Linked DNA regions of Anas platyrhynchos: all the other regions are linked to region 1. A link is a contact called in public Hi-C data. All regions are on one chromosome and are shown on one strand. The core of a region is the stretch at or near the end of the contact, and the rest is flanking DNA. Distances in the headings are between cores, read along the strand shown.

Region 1 (5,044 bases), core at 961-3,460:
AGGATTCACCTGCTTCAGAAGTCCCCTGCAGCCTGTGGAGTACCACGGTGGAGCAGGGTTCCACGCTGCAGCCTGTGGAGACCACGGTGGAGCAGGTGGACCTGGCAAGAGCTGCTGCCTGTGGGAAGCCCACGTCAGATCAGTTCATCAAGGACTGCATCCCGTGGGTGGGACCCCACAGCACAGGGGATGAGAGTGACCGAGAAGGAGCGGCAGAGAAGTGCTGTAGACTGACCATAACCCCCATTGCCCCGTCTCCCTGCGCTGCCTGGGGGGGAGGAGGTCGAAGAGGGTGGATGGGGGGGGAAGGTGCTTTTGGTTTCTTTCCTTTGTTTCTCACTTCTCTAGCTTGTTAGTAATGAGCAATAAATCTTACTATCTACCTATGCCGCGTCTGTTTTGCCTGTTACAATAATTATTGTGTGATCTGCTTGTCCTTCTCTCAAACTTTGAGCCCTTTTCATCGTATTTTCTCCCCATTCCTCTTTGAGGTGGGGGAGTGAGACAGCAGCTGTGGTGGAGCTTGGCTGCCCACTCGAGCAGAACCACAACAGTGTGGAATCCTGCTCACAAATGTGGGAAAGAACAAGCACATATATTAAAAAAAAAAAAAAGCGGCAATACTGTGATTCTTAGGGATCCCAGGTTGGTATAGACTTGGCACAAAAGACAACAAATTTATGCAGAGTTCAAAAATCAGCTAGTTTTAAGACCAAATGCACCTGCATAATGGTCAGTAAGTTTTAGTTTTATCACTAAGGAAGTTCTATCTGACTTCTTAGACAATACTCTGATTTTTCTTTCCACATAAGCTTTTAGGATGCAATGAACATTTAAACAAAAGAGCAACTTGCAGACATTACAGTTTGTTAATATTTGCCTAATACTGCTGATGCACCAGTCACACAACACTGGTTCTGCTTTCTGTCCTGATAATTTCTAAACACAAAGTTTGTATGGCAGCAGTGGGACCTTTTCCAGTGCAAAAACCCGTCCTTGTGAACATGTTTCCCTCTTGGAATGCAAACTTATGGAAAAGCTTTCACCACAAATACTCTGGTCGTGAAAAGCTGAAAGAAGCACATGTTAAATTACCAATATAGATTAAGGTTTGCTGGTCTTTTTCTGTTATGGCCATACCTTACATGATTCAGTCCATGCTTGGAAAAGCACCTCCTACAAATTTGGCAAAAGCCACAAACTTCAGCACCAAACTTTTTGTGGTAGTAATAAATACTTTGACTCTTAGTATACATTAAGTCAAGTACATATGAACACTTTGGCAGCTTTAGGGGACTTTAGGTGTGAACCGAAGCCTGCTCAGGAGGCAGAGCTGCATCAGTGCCGCTCTCACCCGTTCTGAACCTCGCACCTTACCCCAAAATGGACCGAGAGGCGACAGCCAGCCCTCCTGCTGCTGCCACCCTGCGAGCCTGCATCGGGTGTTAGCTGCTGGTGATGCCCCGCTCAGTGCAAGCACTGCACCCGCCGTCTGGCGGGCCCCATCCTCCCAGACACAGCTCCACACGCTCTCAGCACTCACACAAACCAGCCAGCAAAGCCCAAACGCAGCTTCTTACACCGACACACACCTCGGCGGTGCCTCTGCCTCGCTGCCCATGGCACCGCCCGGGGGCATCCAGCGTGGGGGCGACGGGGGCCGGAGCGCAGGTCCCCGAGCAAGGCTTCCCTCGGAGGGATGCACGTGGCTGCAGCCAAGCGCCTGCCCTGCCCTTCCCATCCCTTTCCCTGCCCATCCCATCCCTTTCCCTTCCCTTCCCTGTCCCCGCCGCCCTCGGGCACACCCCCCGAAGCCCAGCACCCCGCGGCCACGCAGCCTCACCCCACCCCCGGCACCCCCCGACGTGTCCGGGGCACCCCCGGCTTTCACCCCCCCGGGGCTCTCCGGGAGAAGCCGGGACCACCCCCCCCACGTCCCCCAATCCCCCCGCGCCCTGCCCCGGGGCTCACCGCGGAGCCCGGGGTCCTCCTCCCGGGCGCGGATCTTGCGGATCTTCAGCGGCCGCCCGCTGAGCGTGGCGAGCACCAGGCGCTGCCGCAGGAAGTTGCAGCCCGCGTAGCTGAGGCAGTGCGAGGAGGAAGAGGATGAGGAGCCGCCCGCCATGCCGAGCCCAGCACAGCCCGGCCGGTGCCGGTGCGGGTGCCCGCGGAGCCCGGCGCGCCCACGTGGTTGGGAACAGGAAGCGCGGGGACAGCGGGGAGTCAAAGGGCGAGGGGCGGGGCGGCTGCGGGGCGGTGGCCGCCAGGGGGCGGCTTTTGGGGCGGGGCGAAACCCCCTCAGCCCTCAGCCGCCTGCCCCGCCCCGCCGCTGCCTCAGTTAGTTGGGCGGTCGCTGCGATGAGGAATTGGGGTTCGGATCGACCCCGAGCAGCCCGGCCCCTGTGGGGGGCGCCTCAGGTCCCCGGTGAAATGGGGTGTACCCGGGGTGCGCTCCCTAGATGAGGGAGGGTTTGTTGCTGGGAACACGTTCTGGCAGACTTCATGTATCTGTCTATTTATTTACCCCCGGTAATTTGTCACTGGCTGTCCTAAGGGAAACTCATCGAACAGCAGGGTCTGATTTCCAATCTTCTGTTCGTGCCATTCCCTTAACTACAGGGGTAGAGAGCAGCTGTCCTGAAACAGGAGTCCGAGTAAAGCTTTACTCAGCTGAAGCAAGGGTTTTAAAAATCCGTGTTTTAAGAGGAGCATGCAAGGGTGACAGAGTTAATTGCTGGGCAACATTTATGTGTGCAGGGAAGAAAGCCCCTCGTGTTAAGTGAAAAAGAGCAAGAGCGATCTGACAGAATACCCCTAGCTGAAAGCACCCACAAGGCGGTGTTTTCCAAAGATGTGTTCTGTGTCTCCCTCCCGTGCACGAATTCATGTCAGACCTCACTCCTGAGTAAATGCAGCTTATGTGTTGCTGTGGATGAGGTCAGGTTGCTGCCAGCAAGCAGGGATGCACCAGGAGCTGTGGGTGATCACTGCACAGCCTGCGCCCTGCCCTCACTGAACAGGGCACCGTGGTGCAGCATTGAGCATGGTGGGCGGCACGGGGCGCTGGGTCCACTGACAGGATCCATCTAGCAGGTCCAGTTACAAAGAGGATGGGGTAGTGATAAAGCTGCACCATAACTCTGAGGAGATAAGACAGGACTGGTGTCATGCCAGGATATGGGACTGGAGGTAGTTAAATCGACAATGTACTTTAGGCAAGGAACTAAAGATCAGGCTTGAGCTTAACTGGAGCTCCCAGGCCAGTAGGCAGAGACTACTGGTGAAGATGTTGAGAGTGATTAACACCTGTTGGTGCACGTAGGATCCCAACAATTGTCCTCAACACCTGGAGTGAGAAATGCAGGCCCTAGAAAGCAATTCTGCTTCTGATTTTCTTTTGTGCAGTCCTTGCACAAAGTCAAGGTCTTCTCTCTTGCTTCTCCTCCTCCATCAGCAAAGAGGCTGGGTGTCTGCAAGAAGTTGGGAGGGGAAAGCCAGGACAGCTGACTCCAACTGACCAAAGGGTTATTTCATACCATATGACATCATGCTCAGCAATAAAAATTGGGAGGAGAAAGAAGGGATGTTTGGAGTTGTGGTGTTGCTCTTCCCAAGTAACCATTACATGTGATGAAGACTATTTACACGGATGAACATCTGCTAATGGGAAATAGTAAATGACTTTTATTTTGCTTTGCTTGCATGCACAGCTTTTGCTTTATCTATCAAACTGTCTTTATCCACAGTTTTTCTCACATTTACCTTTCCAGTTCTTTTCTCCATCTCACTGGGCAGAGAGGAAGTGAGCACATGTGTGGTGTTTAGCTACTTTACCAGGATTAACACAGAGCAGTATGGAAATTGCATTGCAGTTACTTGTCTGCAGAATTTCAGCTGTGAAATGAACAATTTTATATGGTTAAACTTGGATTATTACTGAATCTTGCAGTGAGCATGCATCCCAAATCATAGACTTGTTCCTGAATGAACATGCTGTGATAATTTTAAATTTCTGTCTTTGATATTTTAACATTCAGATATATGCCGTTTTCTACTTTTAAGCCTGCAAATGTTTTTTATACATCTGCATTTATTTTTGTATGCTTTCACAGAGTCACATACCTCATATTGATGTTGGAAGAGACCTCTGGAGGTCATCTGGTCCAACCCCTCTGCTCAGGTAGGGATACCTAGAGCCAGTTGCGCAGGACTGTGCCCAGATGGTTTTTGAAGGTCTCCAAGGACAGAGACTCAACAACCTCTCTGGGCAACCTGTGCCAGTGCTCCATTACCTAGACAGTAAAGAAGTGTTTTGTGATGTTCAAATGGAGCCTCTTGAATTCTGGTTTGTACCCACTGCCTCTTGTCCCGGTGCTGCACACCACTGAGAAGAGCCTGGCTCTGTCCTATTTGCACCCTCCATTCAGGTAATTGAATAAATTGTTGAGACCCCCCTGAGCATCCCCAAGCCCTGATCCCCCCTTCTCTGAGCTGAGCTGAAGAGTCCCAGCTCTCTCAGCCTTTCCTCACAGGAGGGGTTCTCCAGTCTTCCTATGTTGAAAATGCGGTCATTCAGATCTTAAAACCTCTGGCTAAAGCATTTTGTTCAAAGCTGAAGTGCTAGTTAAAAACAAATAAACAGAAACCTGAGATGCATTTGTCATTTTGAAGAGGCTATTGGAAAAAGTCAATTGCTTGTAGTAATAAAAGTTCTCGTCTTTCTGTAAGCTCAAAGTGGAATCCATTTTTGTATCAGCACAAAATGCAGTACTTTAACATCATTTTTATTTATTTATTTTTATTTTTTTATTTTTTTATTTTTAAATCTTCTTCAAATATTGCTATCCAGGTCAAGAGATCTGAGTTTACAATCAACTGCTATTATTATTTATAAAGATGAAATCTGTTTCAAGTAAACCTGTACTATCTAGATGATGGCCTATTTTTCTACAATAATCATGCTTCTCAGAGTTTTTTTTTTCCTTGATGTCCCTTAAAGTGCTGATGGTTTCACTATCTATGGTATCTTCTCCCGCTCTTCATG
Region 2 (5,044 bases), core at 875-3,374, 250 kb before region 1:
TCAAAGGGCCCCTTGTTCTTGAAAACCTCAAAACAGTTTCACCAGCCTCACATCCTTATTCTTACAGGAAACCTTTCATATACGTTTGAGACAGTAATAAGTCTTAACAAGGACATTAGCCTAAAGGCTTTTCCACTTCGCAAAACTGAATTAGTTCAACCTGACCAGAACTTAGCCCTGTTCTAAAGAAGATACTTCCGACAAATGGTAACGTTTTCTGTAACGCAAAAATTTTGTTTGTTTCAAAGAAGTTCAACATATGACTTTAATAGTCACCTGATTAAAAAAAAGAAAGAAAAAAGAAAAACAACACACTATGTTTAGCGATAATACAAAAGATTCTCATAAAGAGACTGCCACATTTTATAGTCTAAACTCAGTTACTGACCAAGTCTGGCAAAGTCAGCACGTTCCTTAAAAACACCCATGACACACTGGAACCAGAATGGGTTGAGAAATTTTTAATGACCTCTAAGTTTGCTCAGCCTTTTTTTTGCAACAAGTGAATTCTTCCAGCATCCTGCCTCTTGCCAATTATACCTTGTTTAACATTTCAAAACAAGCCCAAACTTGTAACATAATGAAGGCAGTCCTCAGAAACCAACCATAAAGCAAACTGCCTTCTGGACAATAGCACACATATAGAAGCACTCTACAAGCCCGTCCTCATTTATATATTTTCCCAGAAAAGGTCATCAATTGTGCTTTGTTGACAGCTACAACTACAGCTTTGACAGCTGGAAGACTGTGTAATTTACCTACAGTAGGTGCCATGAAGCTCAGGGAACGCAGGCCACGCGACGCTGTTCACACAGCACAGTTACTGGGCTGACACTCCCTGACCGGATACTTGTCAAAGTTAAGAGACAGCCACGGCAGCAACCCACCCAGGAACCAATTATCAGCCACGCAGAGCACAGCAGAAGGCCAAGTGATGAAACCTCAGCATAAATCAAAACAGGGTTTTGAGGCTGTGACTGTTGTTTGATACCTTTCTATAGCAGCTTTCTAAAATTGGATTTTTACTTTTCTCTGAAATCCGAGATGAACTCTGAAAATCATCTGGAGACGGAGATATTTTTAGACAGAGAGGGAATCTAATTAGGGCAGTATTTTAGAAGATCCAGCGTCAAAATTTGAAGTCAGCACCGCAGCTGTTTCATAAGACTGCGTCAAACCAAGCTGACAAGCAGCACTTCCACGCTCCCAAGCCAATTCAGAGCTCACTTAACGCAACGCATCCGATGCCAGTCACACACGGTCCCGGAACAACAACAACGGGGTGCTGCTGGAGCAGCGGCTCCCAGCCAGCAGCCGCCTCAGCCCTTACGGCGTTCAGGGCCACAGCAACGTATCCCACCTGCAATCGCAAAAAGTTATTTAACTTCTCAGGGGTTACGTAACGGCGCGGCGCTACAGGTGGCTCTGCCTTGCCAGCAGCAGGTGCTGGGCGTGTTTCACATCTGTGGTGTGTGTGTGTGTGTGTGTGTGTGTGTGGTTTGGTATAATGTGTAAAGATGAAGACAAAACGCACAGAGCACGCCTGCACAACCTGCGTTGCTATGAGCATCAAGCTGGCCCGCCGCTTCACTTCGAGGCTTAAAAACAAACAAATAGATAGATAAATAGATAGATGAATAGATAAATAGATAGATAGATAGATAGGCTGGGTAGGAGCCTGGGGGGGGGGGGGTGTTCCCGTGGCCGCACTCACCCGGCAGTACCAGACGCTGAGCTGGGACGGGGCCAGCACGGCGAAGAGGGCTCTCTGCGGGTCGGTGCGGATGTGGACGGGCGGCTCGGGGCCCTGCAGCGGGCACAGCAGCCGCCGGGGCCAGCCGCTGAGGAAATACATGGCGGCGGCGGCGGCGGCGGGGGCCTGCGGGGCGCGGCGGCCTCTGGCCTAGGCGGGGGGCAGCGGCGGCGGCGGCGGCGCCCGTCAGCTGCGGGCGGTCACTGCTCCGAGCGCGGCCGTGCCGGCTGCGGGGCCCCCCGCTGCGGCTCCTCGCTGCCGCCCGTGGCTCGCCCGCCGGCTGCCGGCGTCGCTGCGCGGCCCCAGGCGGCCGCCGCCATCTCCCTGCCGCCCGCCCCCCGCTCGCTCGCGGCGCCCGGGCGCTGCGCGGCGGAGTGAGGGGGGAGGGGGGGGAGCAGGGGGCGGGGCCGGCAGCGCGGCCGCACATTGGCCCCGCCGCCGGGCCCCGCGCGGATGTGGCGTCAGGAGGCGGGGGAGGGGGGGAGGCGCCCGCCCCCCGGGGGCTCCGTGTGCGGAAAGGGGAGGGAGGGGGAGCGGCGGGGTGCGCATGCGCGTGGGGAGGGGGGGAGGGGGGAGCTCGGTGTGACCAGCCCCGAGCAGAGCAGGCTGAGGGGAGGCCTCATGGCGGCCTGCAGCTCCCTCACGAGGGGAGCGGAGGGGCAGGCGCTGAGCTCTGCTCTCTGGGGACAGCGACAGGACCCGAGGGAACGGCATGGAGCTGGGACAGGGGAGGGTCAGGCTGGGGGTTAGGGAAAGGGTCTGCACCCAGAGGGGGTCAGGCACTGGGACAGGCTGCCCAGGGCAGCGGGCACAGCTCCGAGCCTGAGGGAGCTCAAAAAACATTTGGACAACGCGCTCAGACACAGGGTCTGATTTCTGGGTGGTCCTGTGGGGTCCCAGGAGTTGGACTCAGTGATCCCTGTGTGTCCCTTCCAACGTGGGCGCTCTGTGGGTCAGTGATTCTGTGACGAGATAAACCTGGCAGCAGCAGGGCTGGCACCAGCTCCTGTCGCTGCAGCTGTGTTTGGGGGTTCGTGGACAGGAGGAGTGCAGGTGGAGGGAGCAGCCGCACCTGCAGTGTGTGTGCAGCAGGGTGGTTTTGGCACTGAGTTTCTGGCAGGTGCTGTCCCAAGCGTTTCTCCCACCAAGTGATGAGTTAGATTAAGGAACTAACCCATCTGGAAATTATGTGTACATGTATATCTTTATATATTTCTCTCTCTTTTTTTTTTTTTTCTTTTCCCTCTAGGTTATTTTTCAGCCAGCACCTGTTCCCTCTTCTTGTTTCCAAAATTGTCCAAGTGTTTTTATACACACCTTAAGGAGAGAGCAGGAGCATGTGGTGAGAAGGGTGAGAAGTGGAAACTGCCAGAGCTCAAGGTAGCTGTAGATATAGTGACAGGTTGATTAGTCTCTTGTAATTGGAGATTAAAAAAAAATAAAAATAAAAATGAAGGAATATCATAGAAGATGGAAGAGAAGTGACAGTAAGTGTTCATGCCATTGCAAGGTCAGGTCATGTGTTGTAAAGATACGGCCATGCATAGAAATAATTAGGGAAACTTATCAAACAACTCTTTCTGTTCAGTAACCTACTCAACCACTCTCTCCTGCTGCAGCAATTCCTCTGCACTGTGGTGTACCAAAACAGGTAAACATGTCTAACTGCCTCCGTATTAACAAGTTACCTTCAAAGAATGTGACTTGTCCTCACACATAAGCTCTGTTCTCTCCTATCATCTTTTCTTGGCAGTAAATCATAGAATTACAGAACGGTTTCAGTTGGCACAGACCTTCGAGACCATCTCATTCCAACCCCCTGCCCTGGGCAGGATCTTCTCCCACCAGACCAGGTTGCCCAAAGCCCCATCCAGCCTGGCCTTGAACACTTCGGGTATGGGGCATCCACAGCTTTTCTGGGCCCTCACTTCCAGTGCCTCACTATCTTGTCCAGGTCCCTCTGGATGGCATCCCTTCCCTCCAGTGTGTCAACCGCACCACGCAGCTTGGTGTCATCGGCAAACTTTCTGAGGGTGCACTGGATCCCAGTATCCATGTCGCCACCAAAGATGTTAAGTAGTGCCAATCCTTGTACTGACCCCTGAGAAATACCACTCGTTACTGATCTCCACCTGAACACTGAGCCATTGGCTGCAACTCTGTGATCATCCAGCCAGTTCCTTACCCACCAATTGGTTCACCCGTAAAAACCATGTTTGTCCATTTCAGAAACAAGGATATGCAAGACTGTCAAGTGCTCTGCACAAGTCCAGGTAGGTGATGTCAGTTGCTCTTCCCCTCTCCACCAATGCCATAACCCTATTGGAGAATGCCACCAGATTTATCAGGCACAGTCTGCTCTTACTGAAGCCTTGCTGACTATCACCAATCAACTCCTTCTTTTCCATGTGCAAATGTTTGTGTTCCTGTACAAATACCATGTTCCAGCTGAAGTCAGTCTGAATGCAGACATGAAGAGGAATGAGTTTTCATGATGTATGTTTTAGAGCTGAGGAAAAAAAAAAAAACTAAGATCCGTTGAAAAGATATGTACTAAGGAAGCAATGCATCAAGATATTTCTTATCCTTGATCTCTAAGTAGGTAACTTGTAAATGTCTTGTCATCAAATTCCCACCCCTCAGACAGATGCCAGTCAGCGCTTCTGCTACCAACATCCTCTTTGATATAGGCTCTTCCCTGAACCCCTTTTGGACTGCTTTTCTGATAACCAGCCTCCTAAATTAATACATCAGATTAATTAAGAGGATTAATTAAGAGCATAGCAGCAACTCATTTGTTAACTTCCTTTCTGTTCCTGGTATTAGGAAATAAATGCCATGAAATACACCCCGAAGGATAGGTGTGACTTTTAGAATCAACTTTCTTCTGGATTAATTACATTTTTCACCTTACTTAATGAAAGGAAAGTACAGACAAACTTGACAAAGAAAATTCACACACACAAAATAACAATAATTAAGAGACCTGCATGTGTTCTGTAGCTCCTCGTAGCTTTTTCGTTAATGCTACAGTGTTGTAACGCAAATGTATGCATAGGAGGTAAACATGCCTCCAGATCATGCTGTTTCTGGTGAACAATACCAGGTTGTATGCTGAGAACAACATAAATGAAAGAAAGCTACTACAGTCAATGGCAACTAGATTTTAGTCATTTGTTGTAACAGTCCAATGTGCAAAAAGTAAAGGCTGAAGTCTTCATAATATTTGCGTTATTGCTGTTCTTGCTGCCTGTGGAAAGGCATGGGGCACACTATAAAATCATAAACAAT
Region 3 (5,044 bases), core at 720-3,219, 190 kb before region 1:
GAAACTATCCCCATTTCTCTAGCACGCAGCTACAGTTTCCCCCTATTCTTTATTCTGGGAAATTGAAAGGTGCTGCCTCATCACGTTACCTCCTCCACAGAAACCAGACCTTTGCAATATAGAGGTCTATGGGAATTGCTGCACAGTGGTTTACTGCACACTGGAATAGCAGTCTGCTCAGGAAAAGAAGGAATATGGACAGACTGAAATGGTTTTCTTGGCTGAAAGGGGGGTGGTGAGTGGGGGTGGATGACATTTTTGGTAAACTGCTTGGAGGGAAATTGGCATTCTCTGAAATTTACTAGTGAGAGACCCCTCAACCACGATTTTCTCCCCTGAGGCCCTGTTATACAGAGGTACCAGTCTCTAGCTTGCAAGGGGAGGACTGCCATCTCGCGTGGAGCTGGAGTATAGCAGGAAATTTCTTCCCTGTTATCTCTGCAGCACACCAGTAAGCACGACCTCGGAGAGCTGGTGCCCCCTTCCTCTTCTCTTGGAGGCTGTAGTCTCCTGCTCATGCCGAGGTCGGCCTCTATCTTTATGTCTGAGAATGTATTGAATAGTCTCAGTGAAGTATGCCATAACAGGACTTTTCAACTTTCCTAAGACTGGCAGCTAGCATTTTAGGAAGGAAAAAAAAAAAAAAAAACACGCAGGTAAGCATTTTTGTTCAAGTAAGCACTACAATCACTCCAGTATAATTACTAGCTTTTGGTAAAAAAACCTGGCTTTCAAAGGTGTATGCAGAATTTTGTGCTGTAGATCTTTATCCTTCCGAGTGTTTACACCTATATGCAGTTAAATCAACAGACTTATTCTATACTGTAAAATGAGTTTATGAATTAGGTGGACTACTCTGCCAAACACTGTGAGTTGAAAATACATCCTACCATCACCTTTTTAATGGATGTATCTCCTCACAAACTGCATGTGTTCAAGAGATCAAACATTTTCAGAGGCATTTTCAAGATATCACAAAAACTGTATCTGCAAGTTTTTAGAAAGACCTGAAGTAAATTTAAGTAATTTTCTATATTAGAAAAAAAAATATATATTTTTCTTCTTTATCTTTCTCCTGTTTTTGCCTTGTCATTAAAAAAAATAAAGGAGGGTCATCATGGAGATAACACAAAAAATTATTCTGTGAGAAAAAGACAGCTTCTTCTCAGACATTAAAAAAAATAATAATAATAATAAAAAAGTATGTATTTAGAAAACATACAAATACTGACAGCAAGAATCATTGTCAGGTTAAGACATCAGCAGATGTGAGAATTTTAAAATGACAGGCACTGCTGAGAGTCAGATTCATAGAAAAGTCCAGGTTGGACAAGACTGTGATCACCTGGTCCAACCTTTCATGGTAAAAGCAGGCCCTGTACAAGATTGTCTAACACTGTGCTGCCAAACCTTGAAAGTGCCCCTAGAAGTCTCTGTGAGGCTGAGTTTGAGGTGCTGTATTGTCGAGCAGGCTGGTGTTTGGCTCTTTAGTGATACTCTTCAGTCCTGTAAGAAGAGTCCTGGGGATCCTACCCAGTATTTCTATCAGTGTGTAAAACCTAACTGGCAGGGCATATGTTTTACCTATACACTTTTTGAAATTATGAAAATTTGATTTATTGGGGTTTGAAAGTCAGCCTTTAATTGTGGTTGGCGATGCCATGAGAACATCCCGGTACTTTAGGAAAGGCAGAGTACGATGAGTGAAACCCTGCGTGTTAAACCCTTCTGGCTCCCTTCTCTGCGAGGTTTGTGCTTTACACCTGGACGCATCACACCTGAGCTGGGGTCGTGCTTGACGTGTGGGTGTGCTTGACGTGGGGAGGGGACGGGCATACAGACAGAAAGTACAGGTAGAAGGCGAAAGGGGAGGACGCCGGTGTCCGCCCCGCCGCCTGAGGCGTTCAGCGGCCGCCTTTCTGCTGCCACCCGCGGGGCGCTCACTGCAGCTCCGCCCGCGGCGCCCAGCAGCCGGGGAGGCCGCGGCCCAGCCCCGCTCAGGCGGCTCGGCTCGGCTCGCCTCGGCTCGGCCCGGCCCTGCCCCGCGTCCCGCCCGGCTGCGGCGCCCAATCGGCGGCGGGGGGCGGCGGGCGCTGACCTCCGGCGGCTCGGAGCGGCGCGGCCCGGGGACGAGCGGCGCCTTCCCCGCGAGGTGAGGCGGGGCCGGGCCCGCCGCGGCCTCCCCGGCTGCGTGCGGCGGGGCCGGCCCCCAGCGAGGGGCGGGCGGGGCCGGACGGGGCCCGGCGTGGGGCTGGGGCTGGGGCTGGGGCTGGGGCTGGGGGGCCCCGGGCGGGGTCGGGCTCGGTGGGGTCGGAGGTGCCCCCCCCTCCGTGCTAGGTCTCACCCGGCTTGTCTCTTCCGCGCTGCAGGGCGAGATGGGGTTCATCTTCTCCAAGTCCATGAACGAGAACCTGAGGGCTCAGCAGGAGTTCATGCTCATGAGCTCGCGGCTGCAGGTAACGCACAGGCGGCTCTGCCCTCGGAGGGCACCGCTCGGAGCTGGGCTGGGGGCGCCAGGCGCTGGGCAGACCCCTGGAGCCCCGCTGAAGCACCCCATTGTAAAGCTGTGTGAACATGTGAAACCGAGCCAACAGCAGGGTTAATGAGAGACAGACCCTGGTCTGTTAAAATATGCGAATAAAGCGTGCTTCAGCTCTCACTGTACAAACTCAAGCAGCTCTCTTCAGGTTCAGGAGCTGCAGCCATGCCACGTTCCTAGGAAGCCACCACGAGGCTTTTCGTTTGTTCTAGAAACCTGAGAGTAAATAGGGACTATGGGATCACTTACCCCCTTTGCATAAAATAGTAAAAGGTCAGATGAAAAAGAGAAGGAAGAACAGTTTGACTAAAGTTCAGAAAGCTAAGCTGAATAGGTGTTACAATGTAGCTGGAGTTACAGCTTTCAGATTTGTTGCCAGAATTTGTGCTCTGCAACTTGTTCCCATCCTAGACTACAGCATTAGTAGTGCCATCCCAGTAGACTTAACTGGAGTTTGTCACTTTAGTTTTGCTTTTAAGTTGAATGCAGGTAAATTTAAAATGTTTAAAGTAGTGATGGTTGAATTTCATCTTCATTAAATTGTCAGTAGGTGGCATACTCGTGTTCAAAGCTGCTGAGGTACATGCTGATCATAGGTTTTGTAAGGTTGCATTTAAACTGAACTCTGGAAGTGACACCAGAAATGTGGCTAGGAAAGAGAAAGCATAAAAAAACAGTGTAGCAAAATACTAGATAACTGACTTCTTGCAAGATTTGCAAAAATCACTTTTGTCTGTGCTGGATTATGATTTTCTCAGATGCAACTGCAAGATTTGTGTACGGTTTGGTGTTTTTTTTTGTTTGTTTGCCTACAGAGGTAGGGCCTTCTACTCCTGGAGCTTTTGGAAATCCAAATGGTGGAAATGCGTTTAGTTTCAGAGAATGATGTTGAAGTTAAAGTGAAGGCTTGTTTCATGATCTGCTTCTCTGCTGTGCAGAATGACAAATAGAGTTGAGAAAACAACTTGAATTCAGTCTAGCTCTTGTAAGGTGCTGGGGGCTTTGGCAAGCACTATTTGGCCTTTTGACCCCAGGTGACTAACAACTCTAGTTCTAGCCCAAATGCTCACACTAACATCAAAAATCAACATTCTTAGAGTTATGAAAAAAATCCCTTTCACGATCACACACAAACACTTTGCAAGTCACTCTTTAGGAATTCTCCCTGTGCAGCAATTCATCTTTTTGAAAATGCCATTAGGCAACATAGTAGGTTTATTTCTAACAGCACAAATACCTGAACATTTATACTATGTTTGCAGACACATAGTCCATGTTAGAAAACCTGCGTCTATTACAAATGCATGCAATGGTCAGTTATGTCAGGTGCAAATGATGCAGTGGGCTCAAGGGGAGAACTATATGTTGTGTCAAAAGGGATGGAAAAAAAGTAATTCTGCTCTGAGCTTAGGGAGAAAGAAGACTGCCATTTGTCTTTTGCATGTGTGAGTAAAGTGTGAGTAAAACCTGTGATCTCTCTGGAGTCCAGTGTTAGACAAACTGCTTTCAGGTTGTGTGTGGAAAACAGTATAGCCTGATACATTTGCTTTTGGAGAGAAATTGTAACTAGGAATTCACAGAGAAGTTAAGCTGTGTTAGGACCAGCATGAAATAGGTTACCTTAAAACATTAGATATTTGCTCATATATTTGAATTTGGATGCTGTCAGTTCTCCCATCTTCCTCTAAAAACCTTCGTGTTTCTTAATAGAAGAGAAGCTTTCACTTCAAAGAATATGATATATTTGCTAAGAGAGGTTCACAAATGCTTGTTTGTTTTAAACATAAAACTGTCCCAAAGCAAGATGTGGGGTCAGAACCTCTTAGAGCTTTTCAGTTTCTGAATGTACTTTGGAGAGCCCTGTGATTAGAGTGTTGGGGGAAAGGGACACTATTCTTACTCTAAGACAGTTGGGGTAGATCAGGAAGTCATCAAAAACTGCCACAGAATGCCCTACGTAAAAACAGTGATGATGTGTCATTGCTCGGGAATGAACTATTCAAGTCATTGGTTTGACATGGAGAAAAAAACACAGCAGGTGCTTGTGAAATGGAATCTGCAAAGGCTTCTTGTATATGTGTTCCTTGCATGTCATCAGAGTCATAAAATTACTGTAAATTGTTTGGAACAGGAATTCTGTGCTATGTATCTCCATGAAAAAACACTTGGATTTTATTTTTTTTTTAAAAAAAGCATATGCTCTCTTCCAAATGGAGAGAAGAAAAGTTTTTTTGTTTTTTGTTTTTTTTTTTTTTAAAAAAAAGCTGCTTAGTCATTGACATACAGGAAGGTGAGTAACATGACAGAAGTTGACAAAGAACTCTCCAAATCACAAGCCTTAGTGCATCCTAAATCCAGTTTTAGAGTCAGTCTGGTGTGCTGAACACCCAAACCAGCCTGACTACGTTTAAGTAGGAAAATGTTAAAATGTATTATAAAGGTATGTGCATATTTCTCCCTTATGCACTTCTTGGGCTAACTCTGCAAAAAGAAGTGATTGTGGCC

What was found. Hi-C and Micro-C count contacts between places; a contact is called where the count stands out from the background.
Region 2: a Hi-C map of skeletal muscle shows a contact between it and region 1, with 2.4 times the contacts expected there. The contact joins the promoter of RIC1 here to the promoter of RCL1 in region 1. A contact is called at or near these places in 2 of 8 Hi-C or Micro-C datasets (skeletal muscle and subcutaneous adipose tissue).
Region 3: a contact with region 1 is called in a Hi-C map of subcutaneous adipose tissue, with 3 times the contacts expected there. The contact joins the promoter of PLGRKT here to the promoter of RCL1 in region 1. A contact is called at or near these places in 3 of 8 Hi-C or Micro-C datasets (liver, skeletal muscle and subcutaneous adipose tissue).

Annotation. Positions count from the first base shown.
Region 1 is chrZ:30,134,473-30,139,516 of IASCAAS_PekinDuck_T2T, reverse strand. RCL1 (RNA terminal phosphate cyclase like 1) reads right to left here and starts at 2,210. Exons shown (of 10, transcript XM_038170537.2): 1 at 1,972-2,210. The coding sequence starts at 2,125.
Region 2 is chrZ:30,381,388-30,386,431 of IASCAAS_PekinDuck_T2T, reverse strand. RIC1 (RIC1 homolog, RAB6A GEF complex partner 1) reads right to left here and starts at 2,124. Exons shown (of 26, transcript XM_038170021.2): 1 at 1,715-2,124. The coding sequence starts at 1,855.
Region 3 is chrZ:30,322,671-30,327,714 of IASCAAS_PekinDuck_T2T, reverse strand. PLGRKT (plasminogen receptor with a C-terminal lysine) reads left to right here and starts at 1,969. Exons shown (of 5, transcript XM_027446738.3): 1 at 1,969-2,152; 2 at 2,370-2,456. The coding sequence starts at 2,376.